2 separate regions of the Zea mays genome follow, and region 1 is linked to region 2. Evidence: chromatin contacts called from public Hi-C data. All regions are on one chromosome and are shown on one strand. Each heading gives the region's core, a stretch centred on a gene start, on an enhancer-like site or on the middle of the called end of the contact. The rest is flanking DNA. Distances are from core to core; before and after follow the strand shown.

Region 1 (5,203 bases), core at 1,131-3,630, 77 kb before region 2:
AAAAAAACTATGAAAACTGAAACAGGAAAAAAGAGGTAAAGTTGTTATGTATTCCTAATCAGCTTCCAAGTTCCAAGGTACAAAATTTTGAGACATGATAGATGTTTCCACGGATGTCAAGTTATAGGTACGACCTAATGCCTCCTGCTCTCCTCTTTCTTACTTTGTACAAGCACTTGAATCTGACCTAAATAGTGCGCATACATGATGCTAGTGGCTGCAAACTAGAATGCTAAATAACACAAAGGCACACCCAAAAGCTTGGACATAATAATGCAGTACATGAGAATGGGACAAGCAGCCTGTATTTCGGGGAAAGGCCTAAAAGTCTAAAGCAATTCCTCTTGTATCTTGATTATTACTCCCTCTCGCTGTTTTTGTTTCTGTATTCCTTATTTATCCACTGGGACAATCTGGTTGGTTCTTTGCGCCGAGTTTTGGCGTAGCAGCTATATTTCGGTTCATCCTTTTCTTCCAAGGATTTCATAATTGGACGTTGAACCCATTTCATATGATGGGAGTTGCCGGAGTATTAGGCGCAGCTCTGCTATGCGCTATCCACGGGGCTACCGTAGAAAACACTCTATTCGAAGATGGCGATGGTGCAAATACCTTCCGTGCTTTTAACCCAACTCAAGCTGAAGAAACTTATTCAATGGTCACTGCTAACCGCTTTTGGTCCCAAATCTTTGGTGTTGCTTTTTCCAATAAACGTTGGTTACATTTCTTTATGCTATTTGTACCCGTATCAGTATATAAGGCGTAAACACCTTTAATTCAAAGACCAAGAAAAGTATTTAATTCTCTCTATACCACTGTATCGATGTACGTGTGTCTCGAAAGAGCACACCTTATATTATGGGACAGAAACAAAAGTGATTACGCCTTATATTATGGGACGGAGGGAGTACAAACATGCCTCTAAGAGCATCTCCAACAACGTGACCTATAAAAATGCCCTATAATTTGAAAATGAGTATATTTTATAGAATTTAGGGCACCAATAAAACACCCCGCTCCAACAGTAAAGCCCCAAATCTAGATTATACGGCAGCCCACTACGGTGTAGTATATTTGAGTCACTTGAGAGGATGCCCTATAGTTTTTTGACAAAATTTTATGAAATTGGGCACTGTTGGAGTAGTTTTTTCTGTGTAGAGCCCTATATTTCAATTTAAGGCACTAGTTTGAGGCATTGTTGGAGATGCTCTAAATGTTGAAAAACAATAGGGCATCTACTCAAGAGTAAGACAGGAATGAGCACATGCCGCTAAATGTTGAAAATCAATAGACCCGTGTTCAGGGCATCTACTCAAGAGTAAGACAGGAATGAGCAGGCCACATAAACTTAGAGCAAAGTATGTTCGCGATTAGCAGAAAAATGTGGAACAGCTCAATTATTGACTTATTCAGATACTAAGGCCCTGTTTGGATCTCTATAGATAGTAGTTAGCTGCTAATATTATCTCTTTTGGATCCTAACAGCTATATATAATAGACTACCTAATTGTTAGCTAGACCTATAGATAACAATTATCTCACTAGCCCAATGTACGGCCACGAAATGTAACTCCCAAATTCAGTAATTCCTAGGAGTGATAGAACTGAATATAATATATATTACAAGAGCCACATGCTATCTCACCTATTGATTCGTCCCCGAGCACCCGCTCCAGCGTGACGACGAGGGACATTGGCACCTCGAACGCCACATCTCCCTCCTGCGCCACAAAAGAGCCAACCAACAAAATCCAGGTCATGATACCGTCATTACTGCAGGAAAGAAAAATCACTTGCTGCCACGTCAACCTGGAGGTCGACGCCGGCGGCGACGTAGCGCAGCGGCCGGTCCTTGCCGTCACGCAAGCAGGGCACCGGCCGCTCCCGGATGTCCACTTTGCCCGGGGGAAGGCCGCGCGCGCGCAGCCAGTCGACGAAGCAGTCGGTGGAAGATTCGGAGGAAGGCTCTACCGCGGGTACCAGCGGTGTGCGGACCTCCGATGATGACGAGGGGAGGAGGGTGTCGGCGTGGCAGGAGGCGAAGCGGAGGCGCGGGCGGGGCCGGGGGAGGCGGCGCGGGGAGGATGGGAGGAGGAGGCGACCGTGGTGAGAGCCTGAGACCGCGGCGGCGGCCGCCGCGGGGGAGACGGAGGCCATGAACGTTATTAAGGATCTGGGAAATCGGGCGGGGAGAAGCGGGGCGACGGTTGTGAGTTGTGACGGGGAGGCGAGGGCTGACGGCGAAGAGCGGCGGAGGTCTGGTGTGTGGATGAGGTGCGATAATTGGGCCAGGTGGACCGTGGACGGATATTATGCTGTGGGTTTCATATCATTTTCTTTTCAAAAATGTTCTGGATTTTGATTTGGCTAGTGTCAAGGTGAGAAGCAATCTAGATCATGAGCGGCGTTAACTATCTCGTTTTTATTAATTTTTCGGTGTTAACCGGAAACGAGAAATCGCCGGAAAACCGTTGAATTTTGAGTTTCTCCGCCAGTTTGATTTTAAAATTTAGAAAACGAGATTTGGATTTCTCGGCCGAAAGTTGTTGTTCCTCGAGCCATATTCACCGAAAAATGATGATTAAGTTTGAAAAAAAATGATAAGATTTTCATAGCATATAGGCTAAGGATCACATATTTAGTTCGAGTCATAGTTTTTCATGCATGGTTGAGGGCTTGAGGCATCCGTGTGTGTGTGTCTATATATATATATATATATATATATATATATATATATATATATATATATATATATATATATATATATATATATATATATATATATATATATATATATATATATATATATATATATATATATATATATATAGTCGGTTGCCCGTGCGTTGCGACGGCTTACAATAATACCCACGTAAACTATCTATCAAAAAAATTCAAGATTTTTTATTTATTGTCTTCGCTCTCTGTATAATATATTTTTTGATTTGGCTAACTGATGTTATTGTTTACTCCATGCAATATGTCTTGGTACAACACGACCAATGAAGTGAGCGATTAGAAGAGAGTTCACAATGATTGATTGAATGAACAATGATTATAAAATGACATAATTCCATCATACAGAGACCAAATAAGAGATAGTTTATGAGATCAAGTTTCTAAAATAAGTCCCATAAAGTCAAACTTATAAAAAAAGATAGATCAAAATATAGAGTGATTGCTAAAGTCAGGCATAAATAAAAACTGTATGCGCTATATATAAATTATGCTATTTCGTAGCAATTACTAATATTTAAAACCATCAAATAACCTTTCATTCTGCTATTAGTGTGACAAATCATTGCTGCTCCATCCAATTCAGCAACCTCAAACACCATGTAGTCCATTGCGCCAATATGGTCTCATAAACGACCTAATGTTTGCAAGAGCCAAGAACGTTGTGCCGTGCTTGGGCTGTAGCCTCGACCCGTAGTGCTGGCCCGGGCTGACACGATTATTTTTTTATTTTACAAAAAAACGTATATACCTATATACAATTTATATTCAATATTAAAAACATTTTAGCGTGATATTCTACTGGTTAGACAGTTTCACCTAGTGTCTCATGCCCTTTTTTCATCAGGCCATGGGTTCGAACCTCACCTTCTACACTATTTTTTAACATTTTACGTCGATTTAATTAAATGGATCGACGGGCTAACGGGCTGGCCCGACACAGTTAGCAGGCCGACATGACGTGTCTGTGTCATAGTTGTGGCCCGCGTGCATCTAGCCCGTGTCGAGCGTCGTTTGACATTTATAGATGTGCAACAGATTAATTTGAAATAGCTGTGAGGAGTTATTTGTAAAAAAAATGACGCATGACGACTGTTGAAACTGGTGCTTTAAATATAGTATATATATATATATATATATATATATATATATATATATATATATATATATGGAAGAGGTAATGACAGCCCTGTGCTTCCCCTACTAATGGAAGCCTCAGTCAGGACGTGGTCGACCCAGCACCTGTGTCCTGGCTCGGGCCGATTCCAGCGTAAAACGTGAGCTAAAACAACGTAAATGAGGTCGACCCAGCACCTGTGTCCTGTCTCGGGCCGATTCCAGCGTAAAACGTGAGCTAAAACAACGTAAATGAGTACGAAATTTAGCGTAAATCCTATATCTGTCTTGTAACAGCAAACAGAGCCCAAAATTACGGCGTGAAAATCGTGTGCAGCCGATCGTGCGCGGGTTCTGGCTCGGGCTGATTTCAGCGTAAAACGTGAGCTAAAACAACGTAAATGAATACAAAATTTAGCGTAAATCATATATATGTTTTGTAACAGCAAACGGGGCCCAAAATTACGGCGTGAAAATCGCGTGCAGCCGATCGTGCTAGGGTTCTGGCTCGGGTGGATTTAATCATAAAACGTGATCCGAAATATCATAAATGAATACGAAATTTACGTAAATTATAGACCTGTTTCGTAACAGCGATCGTGCATGGATTCTGGCTCGGTCAAATTTCAGCATAAAACGTGAACCAAAACAGCGTAAAAGGGTAAAAATTTTAGCGTACATCATCAATTTATTTCGTAACGATGAATAGGGCCTAAATTACGGCGAGGCGCGGGTCGAACTCCTCCAGACAGCGGGTGGGCTTATTCTCCGACGACATGATGACGACGAGGATGTCCCTGAGCGCCGTCGACTCCTTGACACGCTTGAGCAGCTCGTACCCAGTCATCCCAGGCACCACCGCCTTCCTGCTGTTGTTGGCCTTTGGCGCAGGGGACGGCGCCACAGACGCTGGAGCGGCAGAGGCGGTGGCCATCACAGAGACTGTGAATCATATAGGCCCCTTGGTGATGTTTTGGTAATTAATAACAACTTCTAGTGGGCTAACAGTTCTTGGAGAAATAAGAATGCAGGGTTGGACCACATAGAACAGGAAATATTGGAGATTCATACGCATTGGTTGTGGATCAAGTGAAGGCAAAGGTATAACATAGGTTTCGTTTTTTGCCGGTTTTGAGGAGTTTAGAGAAGATACTTGACCGGATTAGTAGGCTAGATAGCCGTACTATTAAGAGGGGTCAATGACTTTGATCTGTGTAAAACTTAGTGTCTCATAGAGCATCTAGGGGTTGCATTTGCATGAGGACTAACAGCGCTTCAAATTTCACGAGTTAAATATTCTTTCAAAAGCTTGTTTGAAAAGTGCAAAGTCTTGGATGCGCGGACCGTCCGG
Region 2 (4,897 bases), core at 1,998-4,497:
CTTGCTCGTATACTAGTTAAAAAGGAGTAACTTTAGTAGCATTTGTCTAGATACATGATATGCACATAGAGCTTCAGACAAAACATCATACCACTGCCTCGGATTATTCTTAATCCTTTTGATAAGCTTGGTCAAAGTCTTATTACTAGAATTAACTTGGCCATTAGCTTGAGCATAGTATGAAGATAAATTGAGTAATCTGATCTTATATAATTCAACAAAATTTTGCACTTATTTTGTAATACATGATGTCCCTAGTTAATGTTTAAGGGGTGTTGAACCTATGTATGATATATTTTGTAATGAACTCAATTATTTTCTTATGTGTCATATTCTTCAAGGGGAACAATTTCAATTGATTTAGTGAAGTAATCTATAGCCACCAATACAAAGTTGTAACCCCCTAAATTTTGGGGTATAAAAATTTCTTTGCTCACTCAAAATTTAGGTGTTACTCACTCTTTTCCTTGCTTTTCTTTTCTTTTTTATAAAATAATGGAGAGTTATTTTGTTATATGTTGGTGTAAGCCTAGTGAAGTGAGCCCTAGAGGTGCTTTAATTGTTGCATCCATGTCGTTGTATAGTGTTTCTAAGTGCTAAAGGTGTTTGAAACATGTTAATATACCATGTAGAAGCTTTCCGTAAATATTGGAATATTTTTCTATTTTCCGAGAATATTGGAATATACCATCTATTTATTTGAGGTACTTAAAAACATTTTCAAAAGCTCCAAATATGTTTTTTTGAGTTCATTGGATCCCAAAACATTCCTAGGAATTTTCCTGGAATATTTGGAAGGTTCTACAATATTTTGAGAATTAAAACGAATTTTGCATTTTCTAGAACTAATAAACGCTAAAATCCGAATTTGACCCGAATTTCGTTTCGTCCAAACCCTAGGAATATATGTGGCTGGAACTCTCTCGCTGAGCCCTTTCCAAATATCAAAACAGTTTCTCTGGATTCGATCCACAACTCCCGGAATTGCTCGCCGAAGTTCGTGGCGGTTCTAACTCCGGCGATCAATTACTTTCAATACGTGTGTCGTTGGCAAAATCCGAGAGGACCGCTGCGTTCGTCTCATCGAGGGCGTCGTTTTGGTGCTTTCGGTTCGTCGTCAATCAACGGATTTCTCCTCAGCTCCAGCGATGGTCTTCTTCTGTGGTGAGCAACCAACATGATTTGGGATCCTTGTGCTTCATTTTCTTCACTGTTTTGTGGCAGCCCCTCCCCGGCCGACCCCTCCCCTGCGTCGCCCACCCCCTTTCTCTCCCCTCTCCCCTCCCCTGCCTACGGCGCGGCGGGCGACCGTTCGACCCTAGCCGTGCCCCCCTCCTCCGCATGAGCCTTGGGCGCGGGCAACTTACCTGTCGTGCGCTGCAAGCCCCTCTCGAGCCAAGCCAGTCGAGCGCCTGCCCCTCCCCCCCTGCCCGCCCGAACCGCCCCCTCCTCTATGACTTTTCGTCTCTCCAAACCTACTCCCATAACCCTAGCAGCCGCCACCGGAGCTGCACGCCCGCCGGAGCTATGCCCCACCCTTCGCTAGAAGCTGCACAGTTAATGTACTGGTGGATATGTTTGGACAAACAAGGATAAAAAAGGAAATCTGAAATAGCGTATTTCAGAGTTGAATAGAAGTTGAATGGCATATGTGCAAGTTTAAGAAGTTTAGTGACACGTATCAAAACGTAGAAAATTGTAATGACACAAATATAATTAACCCTTCTTCTTTAGCCTGTGTGCTGTTTGCCGGGCCATAGTCTGTAATAAAGTACTTTAAGGGCTTGTTCGGTTATTGATATTACATGTGTATTGGAGTGTATTGGGTGGGATTGGGGTGGATTTTGACTTGTTATGGATTTAAACCGGCTCAATCCCACCCAATACATGTAGATTATCACCAAAACGAACAAGCCCTAAATGTGTAAACATGCTCTGCAGCCTATGTGGGCTTGTGTTGTTTGTTTGGTTGAAGGTTGGGGGATGTAGTTGTTTTTAGGTGGTTGTGTTTCTGAACCTAAAGAACTTTGTAGTTTTGGGATAACAATATGAAATCTTCCACCATTCACTTTTACCATTATCTAAAAAAACATTTTATGTTACAGGTACACCGGTAGTACAGCAAGAGTGTAAAAGTTAACTACACAGGACTTTGCCTACAACTCTTTGTTCGAAAGAGCTAATGCAGACTGCAGAAGAGAAACAAGTTTCGGCTGTAGGGTGGAGATTGTGTGCCTTACACAAACTTCACCGTCAGTGAGAGCAGCATCGCTCCCTCCCACCTCATCAAGTTGGGCAACCTGGCCTTGAAGGAAGCATCGCACACTGGTCTCGGTGATATCCATCAGGCCCAGAGATGGATGTGTGTGCATCCATCTCGAGATGACGAACCCAGCCAGAAGATACTGCCCTCCGAGGACCAGTTCAGATACAAAACATGGAAACAGAACTCTAGCGAACAGTAAAGATCTGTTGATCTTAGATGTTGCTTCGTTCCATTGTACGAGGAGATCAGTCTGGAATGACCTTGCAAGGTGCCCGACAAGATGGCATATGTAAGAGAAAAATTTAGAGTATGCCTCTTCTGTGATGATCTTCTGCATAGTTCCAGAGGAAAGAACCAAGGCAAGGAGCTCCTGATCATCAGCATTTGATGAGGTGGACACGATTCCTTCCCTCATTTTCACCTCCACCATCTGCAGGCACTGCAGTCTCAGAGATTCATATGGGAGTAGCAACACAGTTTTAAGGGCCATGAAGCAGTCCAGAGCAGATACAAGTTCAACCAAGCTGTGTGCTTCTTCTTCCTCTAGGAACACGCTGTGTTTCAAAGATGCTCGGTCTAGAAGTTCAAGTACCTTGTGCAGCTCACCAAGTTCAACACGTTTTCTGATAATCTCCATCCAGCAACTGTGGAGGGGATGCACAGATAACAACACACCCTCTTGTTTATTCTTTGGACTCTCCAACTCTTCCGGTAGCGCCTCCCAGCCATCATCCCATCCATCACTCCAGTCACTTGTTTCTTTTGGTGATTCATGAGGTGCAACATGCTCTTCTTTGGGGGAGAACAATTGCTCCCACTCTTCTAGCACTGCTTCAAAAACAGCAACGCTCACACCAGAAGCACGTTCTGACAATTTTAAAAAACAAGATACTGCAGAGTCAAGAGTTGCTAGGTTTTCTGGAGTGATATTAGCGTCAGGCAGAACTGCAGCGACCATCTGAGTAGATCTAAGTGCGACAAGAGTCCCTGTGATGCTGCTAGAGGAGTTGATACTCTCATCAGCTATGGCAGCACCCGCTCCATGCTCATACCATGATTCCCATGGCTCAACCTGACACACCATTTCATTTGGAAGAGATTTAAGGTTTCTTCCTGTGATACATTGCATCAGCTGTAGTGCATAGACTCGTAATTGGCTCTCTAGCTGCATGTCTTCCGAATAGCGGATTAACTTCCCCCAAACACCAGATCTGACCATTTCTAGAGCACCAGCATGTTTTCCCGTTGACCGGCTCAAAGATGACAGCAAATTATGAAGCAATATTCGATATTCGCAAGATTCCTCACTCAAATCCGACAAACACTTTTCTGTAGCAGCATTATAAAGTTCTAAGAGGTCCAAATAATTGCTTGGATCTGCATTCTCACTCCCTAACTGTCCTTGTCCTCCAAAGTATACTTCAACTACAGATTCAAAACTGCAGCCTGATAGAATCATAGCTCGACAAAAGCATGGTGTTTCCATCATCTTTCCATTTCTAAGGCAATCTTTTACATACATGGAAATGGCATCCCAACCTTGGTGCAGTGCTATCTCATCAATTATTAATAGCTGCCTGAAAGCTCTCATGCACAGAGATAACCTATTTGAATTTAAGTAGTCTGTTCTTCCATATGAGCAAGCATCAATTGAATCCCCCGGTATGTCATCAACAACTTTAGACCAAAATTCTAGTAGCGTGGCAAGAGGTTTCCTCCATGAAGGTTCCTGTGGATGGCTTCGTGCTAAGTTAGATGGAAAGCAAAGGGTGCAATACCTTCTTACAATATATGAAATATCTGTGGCTGGAAGAGCTTGGATGTACTCCCTGCAACTATCATAGTTCAACTCAAATTCGCATAGGGAAGCCTGCAACTTTTCATAATCTGTGTTGTTCGATTGTGCTTCACTGCGGCCTTCAAGTGATGCCAGCAACCCCAGAACATAGTGCTTGTAAACACCTTGTTGTGATATGAGTCCCTTGGCCAGTACATCAACATACATACTCACAAGAGACTGTACCATATCGGCTATAGCAGTGACGGTGGAGGCATGGATATTCTTGCATACTTCGTCATTGAAATGCTCAAAGTTCAGATTATCCAGTCCAGCAATGTTTTTAAAGTTCAAGCCATCAATGAAGCAGACTTTCTTGCACTCTTCCTCAAGTACCTTATAGTACTGAAATGGTTCAAGCTTATGGGTATGCACATGCACTGGGTATCTCAATTCTATCTCATTGGTCCTCTTCAGATATGAATGACATGCTGAAAGAATGCCGTAAATGTAAGAAAGACGTTGTTTATTATACCCATCTATCTCCAGATAGACATCTGAATATATCATATCGATCACACCCTTAGCTGAGCTGACAATATCCTCCCGGAATTCAGAAATTTCGTTCAGAATATCATTGTTATCCCAGTATTCAGACACAAGACTGCAGGCGAGAAATCGTAAAAGCACCTAAAAATCCAAGCAACCATATGAGATTGTAAAACATCATGAGACAAAACTGCAGGTGAGAAATTTACATATAAAAAAACTCGACCTGCGGGGGTAAGACCGCTTCCACGGCATTATATTAAGAAAAAGACCTTCTAACGCAGGTCACTAAACCCCCCGAACCC

The links. Hi-C and Micro-C count contacts between places; a contact is called where the count stands out from the background.
Region 1: a Hi-C map of endosperm shows a contact between it and region 2, with 2.2 times the contacts expected there. The contact joins the promoter of LOC103636117 here to the enhancer-like site in region 2. A contact is called at or near these places in 9 of 25 Hi-C or Micro-C datasets (ear, endosperm, leaf and 3 more).

Annotation. Positions count from the first base shown.
Region 1 is chr8:150,285,152-150,290,354 of Zm-B73-REFERENCE-NAM-5.0, reverse strand. It overlaps LOC103636117 (fructose-bisphosphate aldolase-lysine N-methyltransferase, chloroplastic), which reads right to left and starts at 2,380. Exons shown (of 13, transcript XR_002264166.2): 1 at 1,810-2,380; 2 at 1,646-1,721.
Region 2 is chr8:150,209,396-150,214,292 of Zm-B73-REFERENCE-NAM-5.0, reverse strand. LOC100193870 (MAG2-interacting protein 2) reads right to left here. Exons shown (of 11, transcript NM_001359312.1): 11 at 2,057-4,733. The coding sequence ends at 2,157. Among protein-coding and RNA genes, the nearest start is that of LOC100193870, 14 kb to the right of the region's middle. Within about 2 kb of position 3,247, at least 2 of the 20 cell types and tissues checked have an H3K27ac peak or open chromatin away from gene starts, as enhancers often do. A contact at or near this core is called in endosperm and root tip, where this site is marked.